Regions from separate parts of the Lactuca sativa genome. Here region 2 is linked to region 1. A link is a contact called in public Hi-C data. All regions are on one chromosome and are shown on one strand. The core of a region is the stretch at or near the end of the contact, and the rest is flanking DNA. Distances in the headings are between cores, read along the strand shown. Region 1 holds the start of LOC111893430. Region 2 holds the start of LOC111893428 (clustered mitochondria protein).

Region 1 (4,739 bases), core at 165-2,664:
TGAATGCATCCTTTGGTAGGCCAAAACCAATTGCTGCCATTTCAGCAACAGCCTGAGGAAATTGAATTTTTGAATTATATCCTGTAACATTCAAGAAATTATGATGCAAAGTCACTACTTCACCTCTATAGCAGATATCATTTTGGAACCCCAAGAATCCATGGTCTCTTTCCATTCGAGGAAACCTTCAGGTATAACCGGCTCCGAGTTCAGTTCCTACATCAACAAAAGTCATCAATGATTTTGGAAGTGAAAGATTTTGTAATGACACTTTGGTCTTTTAAGGGACCGAGAATGAAATTCAATTCCTTCACCCCCCATCCTTGGAACGATGAAACATGGATTCAAACGGAATTTGATTCCATTCATCTCCCCACATTCCAATCCCTTTGGGAATCTTGAACTAAAAGCGCGAGTTTAAGGAGAAGTCTGCTAAACCTGAAAGCGAGTAGTTGATGGTCGAGGACCAACTCTCCACATGTATCGCCACTTAGGATCTGGACCTGATGGGGTCAACGGCTGAGACTCTTTAGGCAATGATCTCAGCTTGTTTTGCATTTCACCATCAACCAAACTACGAGGAACTTCAATTCCTTCTGGTGTCACACCGACCTGTAATTTTCACAAACTCCAAATTATATTTTCTTTCAAAACCCAGTTTGCCTAATTACGATTCAACATGACAATTTCATTTTCCAGGTAAACCACACTTAAGATTCAAGTAACATCACTGGATTCTAAACTTGAACAACTATTATTTTCGCATCTGCGTCCTCCTTTTCTGATCGGAAGGACGAATAAAAACAAATAATTGAGCATGTAAGTAACTTGATTTTACATATTTTTTTGTTAAACCCCCAAAATTCCTCGGATTTATCGATCGATCAATGCAATTCAAACACAATCCGTAACACTAGGTTCACTGGGAATCGGTATATGAAAAAACCTGATAATGGAGGTGAGGACGCTCTTGGAGACGTTTAAACTCATCAGGCTGTTCGAAATACTTCTCCATCATATCGATAAACCGATCGTTATCTTGAGCAGAACATCGGGGATCTTTGACGAGCAAAGCTCCTGTTTCTTTTAGGGTTCGACTAACCTCCGAGCAAGCCGTCTTCAGTTGGGGATTTAAGACTTCATCGCCGCAATATTTGCCAGACACTACATCCAAATACGGTTCCAGATCGATCACCGGTAACTCCATTTGCCTGATTTTTACTTATTTTTCTTCTTAGAAACTTAGAGAGAATGAAAAAAAAAAAAATGGTAGATACTCGAGATCCAAGAAAGAAATGATGATTATGGTGGTGTTTATGTATATTTTTGGATGATGGCGGGAGAATTTATTTTTACGGCACCTCTTGCGTGCGTGCCCACTTTAGTATCTTGTGACCTTCCTTCCCCTTGAGGCCTTGACTTTCAATAATGGCCTTTCTTTCTTCTTTTGGTATATATTCTTTTTTTTCGCAACGACAGAGTATTAGGATGATCATAAAAAATAAAACAATTTACTAAGGCGTTTGATAGTTGCTGCCTAGAAAGAAAGTGTTGTCTGGGAAAGATATGTCTGAATAATAAATTCTGACGGAGTAAAAAACCATGTTTTTTGATTGTATATCTGACTGAATATGATCACCTATGCAAAATGATCATTTTACCCTTCTATTCTATACAACTATTTTAAATATTCGTTTTTATTAAGTTACCATTATACCCCTATTATAATTTTAAGTTAATATTATATATATTCTTCAAAAACTTTCAAAATATGATATTTACCTAAATTATTGTTTTAATAAATTTTAGTAAGCTAAAACCTATAATTAATTATATAATTAAAGCCTATTAACGATTTTACAAACACATGAAAGCATAGGTTGTACAAGAAACTTTTCCATGGATATAAAACGTATAAATTAAATGAAAACAACTTCAACAAAGCACAAAAAGATGGAAATTTCATTGAGGCATTTTGACGAACACTTAAAGTGCAACAATTCATATCAACCTTAAGGATGAGTATCTAAAAAAGGAACACTCCTGGTTCATTTTGTTTTGTTTCTTCAAGTGACAGACGATTAAAGCATCAATCAAAGGCTAGGAGAAACTTTTTTTAACAAGTAGGAAAAAAAAGATGTTGGAAGAAAATCATAAACTTTTTTTGCTTGATGGAGAAGACGAAGTCGAAGGAGAAGCTGCGAATTTGATGGGAGTGTGATCGATTTAGAGGAAGAAAATGGTATGGCTTTTTGCAGAAAGCATACCTGATGAGAAGAGGCTGAAATATGAGCGGTAGAACAAAGGCACAATTGGAAGAAGTTTTTCCCTTTCTCAGTCAGCTAATTCAAGATTTCTTATCGAGTCAGACGTTGCTTTCTAAGTCAGACACCCAAAATTGGTTTACCAAACACTTTTAGCTGACCGAGTCAGCCAAAAATGTCTGACCCGACTCGGTCAGATGCAAATCAAACACAGGCTAAATCATCCTCTGGTTTGTCAAAATTTTATGTTTGGTTCTTATCTTTTTTTTTGTATTCAGACCGTCTTTATGCTTTAATTTTGTTACAGTGTAAATCCCTGCTTAATAGAAAATAACTACAATGTCCTTAATATATTTTTTCCGTTTTTTTATTATTTATTAATTAATGAGGAAACCACCAATACCCTTTGTCTCTCCTGTCTTTCTCTAATTATTTTGTGTATCTCACGAACCCTATTACATGTTCAGCCAACACCTCCATGCCTGAAGCATTTGTAGTTGTTGGTAATAACATTTGTCTTCGGCGCCACCTGCACTCCACTTGTGCCTTACTCTCTGCACCCTCTAAAAGAAGATCCAACATGTAGATCTTGACAAGAGTAGAGAGTAAGAGAAAAAAATGGGCATGTGAAGGTCAACATCGATCATCATGAGGAACACATTACTGATATGTTCTGATTCTTGGATTTATGGATTTGATTTGGGTCACTTCGATTTATTCTCTTTCTCTCCCCTCTTTCTTGATCTTTCTTTCTTCAACACCGATTCAGATTTGATTCTCGTGTTATGGATTTGCAAGGGTGTTTGTGGTGATGATCCGTTTTGGATTTAAGATTCGATTTATGAGGGTTCACTCCAATATAACCAGATTATAGGAACCCATGTCACACCCCCAAACCAGAACGGCGGAAACGTCTGAAGGCGGATGGAGTGACTTCATGTACAGTATCATAACAATTGAATATAAATGAAACATAGCAACACAAACATTCATAAATTGAGATTTCTGTGACAACCCAAATATTTCTTTTCTGTACAACCATCGACTTCAATTGAAGTCAAAACTGTTTCTGCTAACTTTCAAGCTTTTTGGAATAAGTTTGAGTGTTTTAAAGTTAGTGCTTCAGAAGATAACAGGAGAGAGGATACCCCTAGGGTTTATTATGTAGCAATAGGTGCCCAAAACTTCAAGAGTTTGGAATATTACGGTCCAAAAATGGTATTGGGACCGAAAACCCTCAAGACTATATAAGTAAAACTTAGCCATTTTGGGTTCATTTCTTACATTTCCAACTAGAGAAAACTCCCTTTTCTCTCCCAAGGATCTTCAACCGTTCACCCCCAATTGTAAGTACTTCAACCCTAGAGTGTATTAAAGGGTATTACATGCCTAGATAACATGGAAATCATCCATATATCCCAAGGAAAAGGTGTTCACGGCCCAAGATCCTCTTGGACCGTGAACACTAAATATGAGGCCAAAAGTGTGCCCTATGTCCCTATAGACCTTGGAACCAAACATAGAACTACCCTTGACATGTATAGACCTTAGAAACATCAAGAAACAAGGGTTAGAAGAGAGTTCACGGCCAAGGATGTTCTTGGGCCGTGAACTCCCTTTTATGGTGCAAAGATGCCCCAAATTCCTTCCTTAAGCCTAAAGACTAGCCTAGCACTTTACCTTGATGTGTTTAGGACTCAAAGAAATCAAAATACCATCACCCATAGGTGATTACGGCCGCAAACACATGCCAAAATGGTCCATGGGCCGAAAACTCAATTTAAGAGTGTTTTGATGCCACAAACACTTCCTAAGGCTTAGACTTGAAGTTAGGATGCTTCATTATGACTTTTAGGACCCTAAACAACCCTCATAAACATAAATGCCCATGATTATACGGTTGTAAACTCATTAGGGTCGTGAACACCCCAAAAGCTCCAAAGAAAGCGGTCCTCCTCATCCTAGGGTAGAGCTAAGGTCCCTAAATCATCCCTAGCCTTCAAACTTGCACTTACACATGAGTAGCCATGAGTTTACGGCCGTAAACTCCCTTGGGCCGTAAACCCATGGTAGTAAACTCATGTGAGTGCTATTCTACCTTCCTCTGTTGAATCACATGTGATTCCAACACTTGGTCAAGGTCTTTCCTAGTCCCGGAAGGTGTTTCCTTTCATATAGTTGTTTATAAACACTATATGTCACACCCCAAAACCGGAACGGCGGAAACGTTCTGGAGCGGATGACGTCATGTCAAGTATCACAACATATGAATTATAGTAATCAAAGTACAACAACCATTGCATTAATAGTAATAATTTTACATAGGTTACATTGCATAGAAACATCAAAGTAATACAGAAACTAATATAGTTGCAGCTCGGTACTAAACTGTCTTCACCAAAAGCTCCTGGGATGTACCTGTCTATTGTTGACCTGAGAATACAAGTTATTTTGAAAGCGAGTATCAACATTTTT
Region 2 (5,041 bases), core at 1,224-3,723, 300 kb after region 1:
AAAACAAAACAAACCAAACCTCCTGAATTTGCAGTTGCATTCTCATGTTGCAATGCGAGTGATGTTGATAATGAGGAGTGGAGTGTTGAGAGAGAAAGCAACTCTCGGGTTCGGTGGACATGAGCCCTGATGGATCTATCGTCATAAAGGGCTGCAAACATTTCCATTTATTATTATTATTATTATCAATCCTTGCCAATAAACTATGTTTCCAATGACAAATCAAATCATGTCCCACATTCCATCATCATATTTCTAGAAAGTAAAACTGTTATTTAATTGGAATCGTTAATGTTTTTGAAAAAAGGACTTATGGGTTAGATTTATTGTAATGTTTCAATGAATGTTGCTAAAAAATGAAGTGAAGCTTAAAAAATGGAAGGATTCACATTCCATGATACCAAAGGCAAAGACTAGCTAGCTATACCTGCAATCATCTCTAAAGAACAATCCCCCGCAGTGATGTCAGCAACTTCAGAAATTTCATGATAATCTTCCAAATGATGACTCGATCCATCCTTAGTGTGCAGTAATAAGTCATAGCAAGTAAAGAAACATGTCTCTGGAGCATCAAGAAGAAACTGCCTCACATCCATAACAGAATCACTCGGACTCAACTGCAAATTTCATAAACATTTATTTATCATTCAAACCTAAAACTTATATAAAACAATCAAACTTAAAGATACCAGCATACCTGTAGCTCAAGCTTTTCACCAAATTGTGTTTTCACCGGAACAGGGAAAAGATGAATGTCTCCTGCAAATAGGATCCAAGACTCTGTAAACTTTATATTTTTAATCATGAAAACACTTGTTCTTAGTTATCTTACTGCTCTTTCTTTTTCTATATACAACTAGAATCTCTAACTCTGCATGCATCATAGGGTTAAATGTGCATTAAGCCAACAATGTTTCTCTTTTTCCCATTTTCTGCAACCACATTTCATTCTAGGAATATGCAACCAACTGGTTAAAATGCAACAATGTTTCAACTTTTTACAAATTAATGCAACAAAGGTTCACTCTTTTACCAACTTACGCAACCAACATAATTTATTATGGAACCAACACAATTTATTTTGGTCCTAAAATGAAATCATTGCATATTTTGTATAAACAGGTAAAATCACGGAAACCTACATGTCTACCGTGTTGTATGAAACATATCTTTAATTCCTCCATATAGTGATCCAAGACATATCATGATTATCCTTTGTGCATATAGTTATACCCAATACTATTATCTCCCCCTGTTCAATTATTAATGCAACCTAATGACCCTAAGGACATGTTTCTTTTTTCCCAATAAGTGATATATGGATAAAGTGATGTTGAGAAAAATGATGTTTAATTTTTTTGAGAAAATGGGTAATGGGATAAAAATAAACAAGAGCCAACTTGTAAAAAGTTAAAGACTTAAAAAGGAATCCTTGACTTTCTCGATTAAGTCATTCATTATGCATTGAGTAAAAAAAAGGAAAACTCATATATAAGGTCATTCGTGTCCCCATTAAGCCCATTGGGTCGAAAAAAAATGATGACGCAGATGAGGGGAGCTCAAATACCTCTAACATCAACATATTACCACAATTTCTATATGCTTTTGAATTTGCTACATCAAAGAAATACAAACAAGAATAAAAGCACGATTGCAAACAAACAAAAAAACTTTACCTTGCTTCGGCTGGTTCTCCAAATTTACATTGTCCGACTCATTGACCTCTGGCTGCGTGGTTTGTATCTCAGCTGAAGCCGGGACTCCATTAGCTTCCACCTTTGTTTCTTCCACAGGATTCAAGTTATCTTTAGAATGACCGTTGGATGAGACCGCTTGTTCAGTAGCATTCGTGGCGTTTTGTGCCCCTTTCTTGTTCCGCCCTCTGCTTGATTTCCCAGCCATATCTACTTCCCAGTCACCTAAATCCAGAAAACAAACGAGCACAATCTATATCAGTGTATCTGAATCAAGGTGTTAATCAAAATAAACACATACTATTTAAGGAATCAGAAAAGAAAACCCGTTTGAGAAAAGACTCGACCAATCTACGCATTCATAACTCGTTTAAACAATGAAGTGAAGTACGAAACTTGCTAAACTAACAAAAGAGATAGATATCTAATGAAAATAACCTCAAAATTGACATATACATGAAAAAAATATAGACATAAATTTGATTCAGCTATCAACAGTCACTATATTGAAGCAAAACCCTCGTGTAGAAATGTTGATACGCACGTTAAAATCAGAGTGAGAGATAAAGAAAAGAAAAAGCAACCTGTATTTGAATATCACCGATTGAAATCGGCGGATAAAATACAGGGAATTAAGAGAAAGTTGTGTACGAATAGCAGCGAATTGAGAAGGGAATGGAGGGATGGAGGCTGTGGCGGCCGAGGGCGAGCGTGTGGTTACTCTGTGAGAGAGAGAAAGAAGTAGGGAGAGGAGGGGTTTGCGAGTGTGTAGTTTTATTATGTCATGTATTTTTATTTCAAAGGTCAATTAATCTCTTTTCGCAATTGGCTCGGTTTGTGTAACCTTTCGTTAGGTCATTTGCGTGACATTTATTTTATTATATCATTTCATAAGGTTTTTCTAAAATGATGTAAAGATCAGTGAAATTTCATAACCCTTAAGTTTGTTGATGTTTTTACGTATTTATTTTAATATTACTTTTTTAATGTCTGAAATTTAAAAAGGTTTTTTTTTTAAGATGTCAGATTATGTGTCTTATAGGGGTAACCTTAGGTGACGTTGCATCTAACGTGACCATAAAACTCGTAACACCGTTAGAGACATTCCATTTTATAGTTATTACACCTTGAAAAGCCAATAAACGTCTTAGCACATCATATTTACGTACAAAGGCAGACATAAGACAGTATCTCAGGGGTAGCACACATGATTTTATGGGTGGCACGTCAGAAAATTTCCCAAAAAAATTACATTATGCTGCAAAATTTGAGGGGTTGCATCGGCCATCCCGAGAACCCCTATGCCTGCCCTAGTTTACGTACTTGATCGAGTTGGATATCTTAGGTATATGAAGTAATCATCACTTAAAAGATGGCTTAAAAGGAAACGAAGGGTTAGAGTTGTGATTTACTTTCTAATATCAGAGAAAAATTTTGGGTAACTGACGTTGAAACTAAAGAACAAGCTGTTGAAACCAAATAACAAGTTTTTCATAATGATTGTCTTACTCACCATGAAGTACAACCTAAAACTCACTCCAGTTTGAATAACAAAAATTTGAAGCCAAAAATTGATACCAAAACAACAATCAACAACAAATGTACTAAGTTCCTCATCACACAAATCATCAAACTTACCAATCCTCTAATAATCACCAAAAGTCTCCTCAATACCAACCCAACCTTCCATCCAATCCATATACAGTCTCCCAAAACAAACTGGCCCCACCTGCCGCCAAACTTAAACTCGTTTATCACGAGTATGGTCTTGGAAATCACTTTGCTTGTGATTGTCAATCCGACTGATAAGTCAAACCGAAGATCAAGGACTCGGCGTGTTATGCTCAGATGGATAAAGAGCACGCTGAAAGTGATAAAGCTTTGTACTATGTCTCGGAATGTAGATTGGTATTGTATAACGCCCATGATTTTCATACTATGCACGCCCCAACAATTTCTTATTTATAGACTTATAAAGTTTTTTGGTGTACACTAGCACACTCGAATACAAGGAGTTATCATCAGAATCGTACTTGCATCGAAGTACATGATCCTAGTCGTGCACTACAACAACCCAACCTGCAACACACCAACAAATAAAACATTATAAGCCAAAGGTTTAGTGAATAACAATACAATAACATAACAACATATATCATTATATATGTCAGTTTATTATCAACTACATGCTCCAATTATAAATTATGCTTTCAATTACTCCAACAGGTTATTCTTATTGTCTCGTGACACCATATGAGACTTACCAACACAATTTCATACCAACGGCGATTTCCTTATAACACCAATAAGGATAATTGATAATTTCACCACTACTACAATACACCACTCTGGAGATGCTATTGTTTTGGTCAAAAATTAACGAACTAATTTTGTAACCAAATTAGTAAGTATGGCGTGATGTTTGAAATAAGATAGTTGAAAATAAAGTGCTTAAGATCTTGAAATGTGTTGAAGATATTGGTTGTACCCAATATCCTAGGTAGAATATAACTAAGTTCAAAGAACTGTTTTATAAATACGTGTTGCTTCACAATGAAAATAAGTGTATTTGGGACAAAATAGTGTTAACGTGATTCAACAAGTGAATTTGTGTAATAAAGCTTAAGATAGTAAAAAATGTATCAAGATACCACTAAGTATCTTGATAATTTCGATAATGGAAATAGGTTAACAATCAAACAAATAATAAAATAAGTGGATGTCGACCAAACAACAATAAGTAAATTAAAATAAATGCAAGAACACAGAGAATGACGAGGAACGCCCTTAACTCTTTTAGATCTCCGACATAAAACCTCGGAAGGTGATGAAATCACATGCCTTAGAAAGTATATTAAATCGAAATAAAATTAGAAATGTGAGTTGATCTTAGAAATTATGTAAATGTGCTAAAGTGTCGAGAGAATCAAAGAGATAGTGACAGTTAGAGAGAGAGAGAGTGTGTGTGTGTGTGTGTGTGTGTGTGAATGTCGATAAGTTAGTCTTTATACATACAACAATAACAACTATAATTTTGATATTCTTGAGATCCTCCTTGATCTTTGCTTGACTCGGCTTTTACAAAGGTCTTCAATGTTCATGAGGTACTAACCATGTGTGGTTTGACTTGGTTTATTCCTCTCTTGTCAAGCTCTATGTTCTTGCATAAGATATCACAAGAAACACGATGGTAGTCCAATATATTAATTAAATCCAAAATCATGGGCTTGTATAGGATGTTAGTACACACTTAAGGTATATGTAACACCCACAAAATTCAGGCTAATCAATTGAGACATAATAAGCATTGAAAATGATTGTTTGATAGAATATTATTTAGGATAAAT

What was found. A called contact is a pair of places that touch in the nucleus more often than the background predicts.
Region 2: a Hi-C map of seed shows a contact between it and region 1, with 7 times the contacts expected there. The contact joins the promoter of LOC111893428 here to the promoter of LOC111893430 in region 1. A contact is called at or near these places in 2 of 4 Hi-C or Micro-C datasets (leaf and seed).

What each region holds. Positions count from the first base shown.
Region 1 is chr1:175,536,292-175,541,030 of Lsat_Salinas_v11, forward strand. LOC111893430 reads right to left here and starts at 1,415. Exons shown (of 8, transcript XM_023889488.3): 1 at 947-1,415; 2 at 439-612; 3 at 124-216; 4 at 1-52. The coding sequence starts at 1,207.
Region 2 is chr1:175,831,466-175,836,506 of Lsat_Salinas_v11, forward strand. It overlaps LOC111893428 (clustered mitochondria protein), which reads right to left and starts at 2,474. Exons shown (of 29, transcript XM_023889486.3): 1 at 2,279-2,474; 2 at 1,677-1,919; 3 at 698-759; 4 at 428-617; 5 at 20-151. The coding sequence starts at 1,902.